Linked DNA regions of Mus musculus: all the other regions are linked to region 3. The links are chromatin contacts, called in public Hi-C and capture Hi-C maps. All regions are on one chromosome and are shown on one strand. Each heading gives the region's core, a stretch centred on a gene start, on an enhancer-like site or on the middle of the called end of the contact. The rest is flanking DNA. Distances are from core to core; before and after follow the strand shown.

Region 1 (3,696 bases), core at 1,196-3,695, 210 kb after region 3:
ACATGAAAGTGTAAGCTGAATAAATCCTTTTCTCTCCAACTTGCTTCTTGGTTATGATGTTTGTGCAGGAGTAGAAACTCTCACTAAGACAAACCATGAAAAGGTTACAGCCCCTCAGCCAGAGCAGATGACAGGGCTATTCTTCCTAAAGGCTCCATTCACAGGTGTTCCTTGTTATTGGACATGCTTGGCAGGTCCCTGTATATCCTGACTCACAAGATTTGTCTTTACTTGAGCTAATGCAAATCCCTCAGTTTGAACAGACCTTTTACCTCACTGAAATTGCCGAAAGCAGTCAGGGGAGCCCGTGAGTAGTGGACTGGGACTCTGCAGTTTGAACAAGAAGGAAAAAGAGAATGGAGAAATGGGAAAGGAGGCTGAGAAGTCTGAGGACGAGCATGAACATATCAAGATAAGCATAACTGATATTCCCGAAAGAGAGGCAAAAGAGAGGGGCAAAAGAACCTTGAAACAATGATAGGCATGCCTAAAACCCGACGAAAAACCTTTAGCATCACATTTGAGAAGTTTGACTAATTCTAAACAAGGTAAATTCAAAGAGAGCCACATCCACACACATCCAGTAAGTAACATCCTTCCATAGCCCCTGCATCAGCTCCTGCAGCCAAGATGACAGGAGACAAAGTCTTGAAAACAGAAAAAAGAAATCTGCTCATTAACACAACGCCCAGAATCACGGACACAATTTCGAAAAAGAACAAAGTTGGACAACTCTCATCTCTGTCAGAACTTACTGTAAAGCTAGTTATGTCAATGGTGTGAGACTGGGGGTGGGTGGGAGAGACTGACAAGTCTGGAAATAAATCTTCATATTTACAGTCAACTGGTTTTGGAAAAAAAAAAACTGCCATTTACAGTCACTGAGTAATAGGTAATCCGGGATAATTAGATATCTTATGGATAAAAATGAGCTTAGACTTTTCACACTCATATCCAAATATGACTCAAAATGATTCAGAAGCTTGAATGAGATCAACTTCTAAAAGCAGCATAGGACAGTTCTACAGAGATAGCTCAGTGGTTAAAATACTTGTTGCTTAAGCATGAGTACCTGAGTTCAGATTCCTAGCACCCAGGTAAAAACCCAGGTGTGACAGTGCATGCCCATTATCCCTAAACTGTGAGGTATAGACACACGTGTGTGTGTGTGTGTGTGTGTGTGTGTGTATGTATGTATGTGTGTGTGTGTGTGTATACATATACATATACATATACATATACATATACGCATACGCATACGCATACGCATACGCATACGCATACGCATACGCATACGCATACGCATACGCATACGCATACGCATATATACATATATACATATACATATACATATACATATATATATATATATATATATATATATATATATATATAGCTTTGAGACAAGTTCTCACTATGTCGCCTTGGCTATCCTGAAACTCACTATACAGACAAGACTGGTCTAGGACTCAAAGAGATCTCCCTGCATCTGTCTCCCAAGTGCTGGGACTAAAAATAAATATGCCTACCTGACAAATATTTTAATTTCAAATGACTGTTGTAAGTAAATAAGCATATAAAACAATTGACTGGTAGAAAATATTTGCAAAATTCATACTCAAGAAAGGACTCATACCCATAATTTTCAAAAACGACATATATCCTATAACACAAAACAATCAAAGGATGGGAAAATTATGCATAGAAGTGTCATCAGTTATGAAATGGCTAATTTATACATTGCAGGTGCTAATATAGGGATATGAACAAAACCACAGCAAAATACATTCCCACAGAGAGTAAGTATAATACAGGAAAAGGATTAAAGCTGAATTCTGAAGACGTAGAAACATGGGTAATAGCACATCACCAGTGATAAGGACGTTGTGCAAACACTTTGGAAAACATTCCAGCAGTTTCTAGAATGTTAGACACGGACCTGAGAGGAGCCACTGATCTACTCTTAGTTCTCTATTCAAGGGCAAGGAAAATGTTGAATAGCATGTGAATATTCACTGCAGTCTTGTTCAAATAGAAAAAGTTTCAAGTAAGCTATGTGTCTATTAATTGTGGGATAGATCACTGAAGTGTAATGTATTCACTAAAGTGAATAGGATTTAGCAATAAGGAATTGAGATGGCTCATTGAGTAAAAACAGATGACACCAGACCTGACAAGTCCCCAGAACCCGCATGATGGAAGAACAAAAGCTGTCTCCTTCCTGCAACCAGTCTTCCAAACTCCACATCCATACACATCGAGACATGCATGTGTATACACACATAAGAAATAAATTAATAAGAAAACAACTTTAAAATGCAATAATGATGCATGCCACAGCACCAGATGAGGTTCATTTTCATGACATTAAGTGAAATAAGCCAGATACAAAAAGCCTCATATTACGTAATTCTGTAAAAGAAACTCAAGAATAAGCAAAATACAGAACCAAAAATAAAGTGCTGGTTGCTTGGAGCTGTGGTTGGAAACATGGATTAATATAGACACATGTGATCTTGTCGTACGGATAAAAAAAATGTCTTGAAATTGATTTACAGTGATGGCTGCATTTGGCAAGGTTACTAAATATAATTGAATTGTATATTCAAGCTGAGTGAATTTAATGTTATATAAATAAAATTCAATAAGCCTATTAAGAAACAATAAGCCAAAACAGCAGTGTTATGGACTGAATGTTCACATATCCCAACATGGCTGCAATTGTATCTGACCCCTGGGAGGTAATTAGATAATGAGTGTGGAATGTTGGTGAATGAGAGCTTCCCTGCCTCCCCCTCCATACTTTCTTCCATGTAATGATAGCTGTCTGCCATGCAGAAGAAACCCTTCCCACAAGCCCCACACCACCAGCATTTGCCATGTCAAATTTGTGACCAATGACTTTGGTCTCCAGGACAGTGAAAAATTAAACCTGAACAAACCAGCCTCTTGCCATTCTTTAAAACAGCTGAGCTGACTAAAAGATAAAATGTGGATGGAAGGGAGACTGGGTCAGAGTGTTTGCTGTGCAAGCTTGGGAACCTGAGTTCAAATCCCCACCACCCATTTAACAGGTCAATGTAGCTGTACCCATATCCCCAGTATTGAGGGGTATGGGAAGCAGAGACAGGAGGATTGTTCAGCTTGCTGGCCACCAGCCTTGTTCCAGATTCATCAAGAGACCCTACCTTCAAGGAGTGATAGAGGGGTAGATCTGGACACTCAACACACCCTCTCCTGGCCTCCATATGTCCAGAGGCTATGCACACACATGGGTATACATCATATATATATCTCACACAAGTAAAATGAAATATCAAATATCAACACATGTTTAAAACAGAGAACAGTCTGGAATGCAAACTTTTGCTTTCTTTAAGTTTGAAATATCTCACATTTTCCAATTTTAACAATAAATCGGTAAAGATGTTTACTACTTGAGACACAAGGTTGTCCATGGGGCTGTATCTTGCCATGACTGGAAAGTACTTCTGAGGTAGCTATATCATTGTTATTGTTGCTTTATGAGTTATCGAAAATCTATGCTTGGTAATTGCTTTAGTGGTTTTTACTCATCTTCAGCAATACTTGACTTATAACTGGGCTCAGAGGAGATCACTGTCAGCTTAAATCAGTGCCTTCTCTTCTCCCAGATCCAATGAGAGAATTTCCACAGATACCTTAGCCACTCAAGAG
Region 2 (3,641 bases), core at 1,060-3,559, 140 kb before region 3:
CTTAGCCATTTCTGTGACCTTGAACAATTACCTTATTTTTTATATGTTCCTACATCAAGGAAATAGAAGATAATACCTTGTAATAATGAATTCTTTCTTACAAATGAGTCTAAATGATTAACATTTGCAATTGTTCTTCTGAATATAAATACAGAATATAGAGGGAAATTTTCTGCACTGTTCACTGAGAAAGGAAAGAATAAAAGAGAGCCATATACAGGCAAGGTATTTCATTTCACATCTATTAAAGAAGGCAAGATGTTTCAAAACCACACGTAGTGTTTTTTCTCTTATTCCAGCCACCTAACATCACAGACCAATTCTGCTCTGCTGCGCAGGCAATATTCTGCTTCATTTGACCCAGTCACGTCTTCAATCTTGTTAAACTACAGAGCACAACAAAACCAACTTCAAGAAAGGTTAACTGAGGCCTTCAGATTGATTGAAAGTGCTTGTCAAGGGTGCTGTCCCTCACCATGTACAATGGGTTTTCATTAGAATTTTGTTGTCTGCCGTGGCGTAGTTGGAAACATTCACATGATGGATTAATCAATTTCTGAGCTAATGCATTCACGTGTGGTAATGACTTGCTCAAATGCCTCTCTGGCTGGCTGAATGGGCTTAAAGGAATTAAGTAGGACCACGAAGGAACCAAACTTTCAATTAATGAAGAAAGTTGCAAAGTGTTCTTTTCTAACCTAGGAAATGAACCAAGCCTGATAATTTCCTTCTATTTCCCCATGACATATTACAAGGTTAAAAAAAAAAAAAGCTAAACGTATAAAAAAATATAACATCATTTACATCTTCAATTTGTAGTGCTGTTGGATGCATCATTAAGTATAAATGGGCTGCAATAAGAACACATTAATTAGTATAAAAAAAGGAAAAAATTTCAAGTTCATTTCAGTTCTCAGAAAGAAAGGCATATATTTATATATTTATGCATAATTAGAAATCACTAGCTCATTTTTCTGTGATACATGCAACAAGAAGATACAGAGAAAGAACTAAGTAGGGTGATCGTTTCCATAAACCATGACTGCACTTCAGGCATGGGCTGCCCTTCTCCTGGTTATTATACTCATAAAGTACCTATAAAAATGACTTCATGTAGCTCCACATTTATTGTCTGTCATTGTCCCATGGATCAAGTTGGGTTTACAAGCCAGGAGATGATTTTCTTCCCATTTCAATTGCTATCCTTTTTTATGTCATCTGGATTCTAGTACTGATCAGTCTTTGGACACATTTAACAGCTGAGGTACAAGGACAAGTCTGTGACTGACCTGGCAAGTTGTAGAGGTCACACTGTAGCCTGAACATCACCTTGTGCCACTGTCACATCGAGTTTATAGTTCTGAATCTCTTGATTAACTAGGCTTCAGCTGAGAGAAGCCCAGACTTTATGGAAGGTTACCTATAGAGGACATTTTGCTTGCAATTGTTATTGATTAACCACCAATGGGTTTGTAAATCAGTCTCTTTGATAGTGGATGTGAAAAGTCTTAGGCACATAAAATGTGCCTATAGAATCCTTTAGGTATTAAAAACAAAACCCAATATCTAAGTTAAATTGTTTCAATTTCTAAACTTCCCTCTCTTTGAAGATTATGATCAGCTTCTTTTTTTGTATAGCAAGAGATTATGGGACAGGGATTTGGCTAAGTCAAGTTCTAAAGGAAGGGGATGGGGACGTTTGTTTGTTTGTTTTTGTTTTTTGAGACAGGGTTTCTCTGTATAGCCCTGGCTGTTCTGGAACTCACTTTGTAGACCAGTCTGGCCTCGAACTCAGAAATCTGCCTGCCTCTGCCTCCCGAGTGCTGGGATTAAAGGCATGTGCCACCATGCCCGGCTGAGGATGGGGACTTTTAAGAGACTCTTTTCCCAGGGCAAAAGTTTAAGGGCTGCAATACACTATTGCTCTGTATATCCTTCATGGCTACTGAAGGCTGCATACTTATGCTTCTCTGCTACAGGGTGCTCGACCTCCTCCTTCATCTATTCAAGGATGAGAAGACAGAGGCCAGGTTGTCGTGAGCTGTGGGAGATAGTGGCTGCCCATAGTAAAGAGAGGCACTGATACTTGGACCAAGTCCTAACATCCCTGTTCCAAATTGGGCATTGTCTTTTCCTATGCACAGGCTAAATTTTTTAAAAGGAAAAAGTACTTTAGATTGTGGAATGACAAGACATTGTAGTCTCAATTTTGGCCCTGATTGCCATCACTTGAGGTTTTGACTGGGACTATGGGACCCACTTCCAGTATGACTCATGGTCATGCTTGACAAATTGTTGGCAGGAAATGAGAGCTAGATGTTGGCAGGGAGCTTCAAATACTCTCTCCACGAGGCTTCTTGAGAGTCCTCACAGCAGGTCAGTAAGCATCTGAAAGATTATGTAATCCAGAACAGTACAAGGGAGAAGTCACTTTGACTTTGTGATCTGCCCTTTCAGTTGCTCTCTGTCATCTCCACACTGCTCCTTTTGTCATAGCTCTATTCAAGAGCATGTAGATACAATGGTGAGACTCACTGAAGAGACTGGTTGCCATTGCCAGGTTCAGATGATAATGGATCAGAAGGGAGCTACACATGTACAAAAGTTAGTTCTATAGCTCACAATGGGCTAGGGCTAAGAGATCAGGATTAAGGATAAAGATGATGGAGACCGGAATTTGTATGGCAGATTTTCATTTAAAACCCAGAACATTAACTAGGTGTATCCAACTCAGATATGCAGAGTAGAAATGCATCTCAAATAAGAAAAACCTGCAGAATAGAGTTTAAAAGTCAATTCTCTGGTCAGCAGATAGACAAAATGTGATCATAGTCAGACAATAACTGGCCTAACAGATGGAGTCAACTGAATTGAATTTTTAATCTAAATGGAAATAAAGGATAAAAGAATGAAAAGGCAATACAATCCTGGTTCCCAAATCCAACACTGCCAGCAGCAGTATCTTTGGGGTAAAATATGGCATGCAGATCAGCAAATCTGGTGATATGCACCCCAAGGAAGTTCACGAGCCCATGTCCTCTATAAGTGGAAAAGAAGAAAGGTGTAGAGTTTGAGAAAGATTTTGTGCAAAACAATGTGGTTCCTGCAAAGATGTTGTAATGTTTTTACCATGTTCAAGCTCAGGCAGCTGATTTGTGATTCTTTCCAAACATGGGTCAGTATTTCAGCATCTCACTCGGTTGGATCTTTACGTGAAGATTCACATGGGCTTTGTCTCCCAGCATTCATGCTGAGAAAGAAATCTCATTTTGCATTGCAGCATAATTTATTCCTCATTAGTCTAAGCTATGACTTGCTCACGATTACATTCAATTGCAGTGTTTACAGATTCATTTTCATAATATTTCCTCTGGGCTTATTATTTCCACTTGTAAAAATGAACTAAATATTCTAAGTCAGAGTAAGCTGAAATCATTTGCAAGGGGCCATAGCTCTGCGTCACACTTGGGAAAGAGCTTTGTTATAGCAGACAGATGATGCTCCATTTAAGAGAACTTGAGTTTCAGGCCCTTGTGAAGTCTCTTATTTTCATCAAGTTTTTTTTTCTTTTTCTGCCATGGTACTCTGTGGCATTTGCATGAATGACAGTGTTATGAGATTGCTTGCTTTATGGATGGATA
Region 3 (3,426 bases), core at 481-2,980:
TATTTACTCTGAGTCCATCTCTGTGACTCCTGGCAGAACTGGGTTTAGAACGTCCCTTTCCAAAGGGCCCATTTATCCCATAATATGAGAGTGATCCAAGTCTGGGGCTCTCTCTCTCTGTTAATCAATAAGCACTGAGAGTCTTAGGTTTGTAGTCAGTAAATCACTTGCCGGTTCTTGTGTTGGTATGGTTCTGGACATCAAATTCTCTATGTATCTTTCTTATGTTAATGGGTAATGACAAACTCTGGGAGCTGGAGAGCCACTGCCACTAGTGCTATAATCCACACTGAGCCTACATGGTTCCAATAGAGCTTTCCAAAGCTAAGGTCACACCACAAGTCCACTATATCTCAAAACAAAACAAAAATGAATGTGGAAAGGGGACTTGTAGGGAGGTGTTGGGGTTGAAGCAGGGAGGAGGGAGGGGAGAGTAGGGGACGAGCAATCAGAATGAAACACACATGCATGAAAGGTTAACGAACCACTTCAATAATTAAAAAAAAAAGAAAAAGAAAAATCATCACTTTTATTCTATCCTTAAAAAAATACATCCAATATTAAGCAAGATCTTAAAAGATACATATAATTCTAACTGTAGTCCTTTGTTTCCCAGAAGGCAGTTTTCTGAAAGGTGAAAAATGCCAGATTTCTATTCCTAACTCAACATTCACTAAGTCAGAAGTTGATCCTTGCCATAAGATACAGCAGTTCAGTGGGAGTCTAAGCCACCCCAGGCTTTCCCACACTACACCAGTAAGGGTCACACTGGTTCTCTAAGGCCAAGTATTTTCCAGGAAATGTTTGGAATGGCTCTTAAGATGCATCAAATTGTAAACAGTGAAATGAGAACGAAGCCTGCAAGCTCCTACCTGGTTTACACAAGGAGTGCCTGCATCTCAGAGCACACATTAAAACCATCCCGGTAACATAGTTAGCTGTGTTTACTCCCCGGGGTCTCACTGTAGATGACCTCTTTCCTATGCAATTATAGAGTTAGCGCCTAAGCAGTAATGTGACTAAACCACCCAGCAGCCTTAGGCTTATGGATTTCAAAGGCTCCACCTCCAACCCAGTTCAGGAGCAGGGTGTTTCAATGACTCTGAAAGTCATATTAGATCTTCCTAATGTTTATTGACTTCAGAGGTCTTGGCATGACCACCTTGGCTAGGGTATCAACATTTTGAGTGCATAGAAAGCAATCACATGGCCAGATGACTTTTATTTTTAATCATCTATTATCCAACAGCCTTTTCTAGTAAACATATTTCAGAAGCACCTGTTAACTGAAGGACACGGAGGCTTGTTAAAGATTATGGTCCCATCCAAATCTCTTTGGCTTTGTCCTGTTCAAGACCTACCTTTAACCTTGAAGCCCCACCCGCCCCAAGGACTTAGAAAATAACAGCCTCATAGGAAAACCCAGTGGCCTTATGGGTTTGTCCTAATAAGCTCCTGTCTCCGTGTCTCATTTTGTCCTAGCAACACTGGCATTGTAAACATTTACTACCAAATAGGACTTTTGTGTGGGTTCTGGTGGTGCTGAGTCAGTTTCTCATGTTTGCATGGTGAGCAGTTTACCCACTAAGCTGCTTCCCAGTTCCAGATTTAGATATTTGAAACGAATGATTTTAAGAGTTCTTTTCCTGATCTGAAACACTGTCTTGCTCTCAGTATTAGTCATACTCCATTAGCTGAGTCCTTCTCAGCTATGTTGCAATTCTGTACATCCTAGACAATGAGTAACTTCCTTGACAGCCACTGACTTAACACTTGTAGCCTTATCCTCATAGCACTGTAAACTCCTAGCTCTACACATCAATCACCAAGTGCCCCACTCCACCCTAAATCCCTGTTACAAATCTCTAAAGTAATTAAACATTTTCTCAAAGACAGTGCTCCCTTGGGGGTGGAACAGATGGCCCCATGGTTAAAAGTGCTTGCTGCCCAATCCTAAGGACCAGAGTTCAGATCTCAGCACTCATTTAGGACATCTCACCAATGCCTATAGCCCCAGCGCCAAGGGATCTAATACAAATCTGTTTTAGCAATGAAGAGAGGAGCATGAATCCAGCCTCTCCTTCGCTAAGTTTCTCAGATTCTTATGTATAGAGGGTTAGAAGCACTTTTTAAACGTTCATTATCTGACACATGAAAAATATTAAGCCATTATCTACTTTCATTTATGTGTGGATTAATGTTCTTTTAAGTATTCAAGTATAAGAGATTAGACTACAGGTGCAGAACTTAAAAAGATAAAAGCTGGAATCAATTCTCTCTGAGAGTACTTATCTTTGCTTCTTCATGCTTCCTTCTCTATGGCTGTTGCTGAGGCTCTCTTGAGCTGCTCTTCTTGATTCTGTTTGATAAAATGTCACTCACAGTTGAAGACACATCAAAGGTACCAATAAGTCCATCTCCTGCAACTTCTGCTTATGGAAATGATGTATTTAGGGCTTGGGGATAGATTACATTACCAGTGAAAGACCCTATCTCAAAAGGAAAAGAAAAGTAGATGGCTCCTGAGAAGGAAAACCTGAGGTTGTCTTTTAGCAAGTACACACATACACACACACACACACACACACACACACACACACACTGATGGACTTATGTCTTTAGACTTAGGGGTGTTTTCTCTTCCCTAAGAGTCAGCTTGGTTAAGGTCAGAGTCAGCACTTCCACCAACTGCTCTCCTCATCTTCACACAGAGGAAGCACAATGACTCTGGTTCCTATTCCATGCATGCGTGGGCTAGGATTGTTTCTTGACCTCTTGTGTGATGGAGGCTCCCTCCTATAGGGCTCCCTAGTCTTTGCTATTCAGCCATGCTCCTTGATCCTCCCACTGAGCTGGACCCCTGTTACTTTTGCTCACTCTGCCTTAACATATCTATTGGGAGACTATCTTCTTTTTTTACAAAGCCATTTCCTCTGAGAAGCTTTGTGGGGCAATTCCACTTTCTCAAATCCAGATGAATTCAGACTTCCCTATCCCATAGCTTCCTGAATATCTTTTTTCAAACACCCCATGTCCCATTGCTAGACCATCTGTCATGGTGTCTACAGTGTGGGGTGATAGCCCTCCAAGAACTGTTCAGTGGATTATCACAATATTCCTAATCTCTACCTCAAGTTAGCTCACCAGGAATTCATTCCAGGCATGTGCAGCCAGTGGACAGAAAATTCTCCCAGGATATCCTGCAGAGATTTATTTAGTACCTGTCTCCTCCCCTAGACTTTACTGCCTCTGATATCAGGGACAAGGTGCTGTAATTACGTCAATTTGTACAGTAGTTTATTGGTGCCTGGCAGGTGTTCCCTCAATAAAGGTTGATGAATGCATCTACCCAGCTGTTTTGCTACATCTCTGTTTCCTGGCAACTCATGAGTTTGTATAACAAGTATCGTTCTCGCTGCTGCATAG

The links. A called contact is a pair of places that touch in the nucleus more often than the background predicts. Capture Hi-C pulls out chosen DNA fragments and counts their contacts.
Region 1: a capture Hi-C map of bone marrow-derived macrophages shows a contact between it and region 3, with 6 times the contacts expected there. The contact joins two enhancer-like sites. A contact is called at or near these places in 8 of 484 Hi-C or Micro-C datasets (the BV-2 cell line, bone marrow-derived dendritic cells, bone marrow-derived macrophages and 3 more), 2 of 115 datasets of contacts at active chromatin or transcription factors (bone marrow-derived dendritic cells and bone marrow-derived macrophages) and 1 of 9 other capture datasets (bone marrow-derived macrophages).
Region 2: a Hi-C map of bone marrow-derived macrophages shows a contact between it and region 3, with 1.7 times the contacts expected there. The contact joins two enhancer-like sites. A contact is called at or near these places in 3 of 484 Hi-C or Micro-C datasets (bone marrow-derived macrophages, liver and macrophages) and 1 of 115 datasets of contacts at active chromatin or transcription factors (bone marrow-derived dendritic cells).

What each region holds. Positions count from the first base shown.
Region 1 is chr15:67,987,361-67,991,056 of GRCm38.p6, forward strand. No RefSeq gene overlaps it. Among named protein-coding and RNA genes, the nearest start is that of Zfat, 270 kb to the right of the region's middle. Within about 2 kb of position 2,446, at least 8 of the 459 cell types and tissues checked have an H3K27ac peak or open chromatin away from gene starts, as enhancers often do. A contact at or near this core is called in the BV-2 cell line, bone marrow-derived macrophages and macrophages, where this site is marked.
Region 2 is chr15:67,634,057-67,637,697 of GRCm38.p6, forward strand. No RefSeq gene overlaps it. Among named protein-coding and RNA genes, the nearest start is that of 1700012I11Rik, 410 kb to the left of the region's middle. Within about 2 kb of position 2,310, at least 25 of the 459 cell types and tissues checked have an H3K27ac peak or open chromatin away from gene starts, as enhancers often do. A contact at or near this core is called in bone marrow-derived macrophages, where this site is marked.
Region 3 is chr15:67,779,406-67,782,831 of GRCm38.p6, forward strand. No RefSeq gene overlaps it. Among named protein-coding and RNA genes, the nearest start is that of Zfat, 480 kb to the right of the region's middle. Within about 2 kb of position 1,731, at least 62 of the 459 cell types and tissues checked have an H3K27ac peak or open chromatin away from gene starts, as enhancers often do. A contact at or near this core is called in the BV-2 cell line, bone marrow-derived macrophages and macrophages, where this site is marked.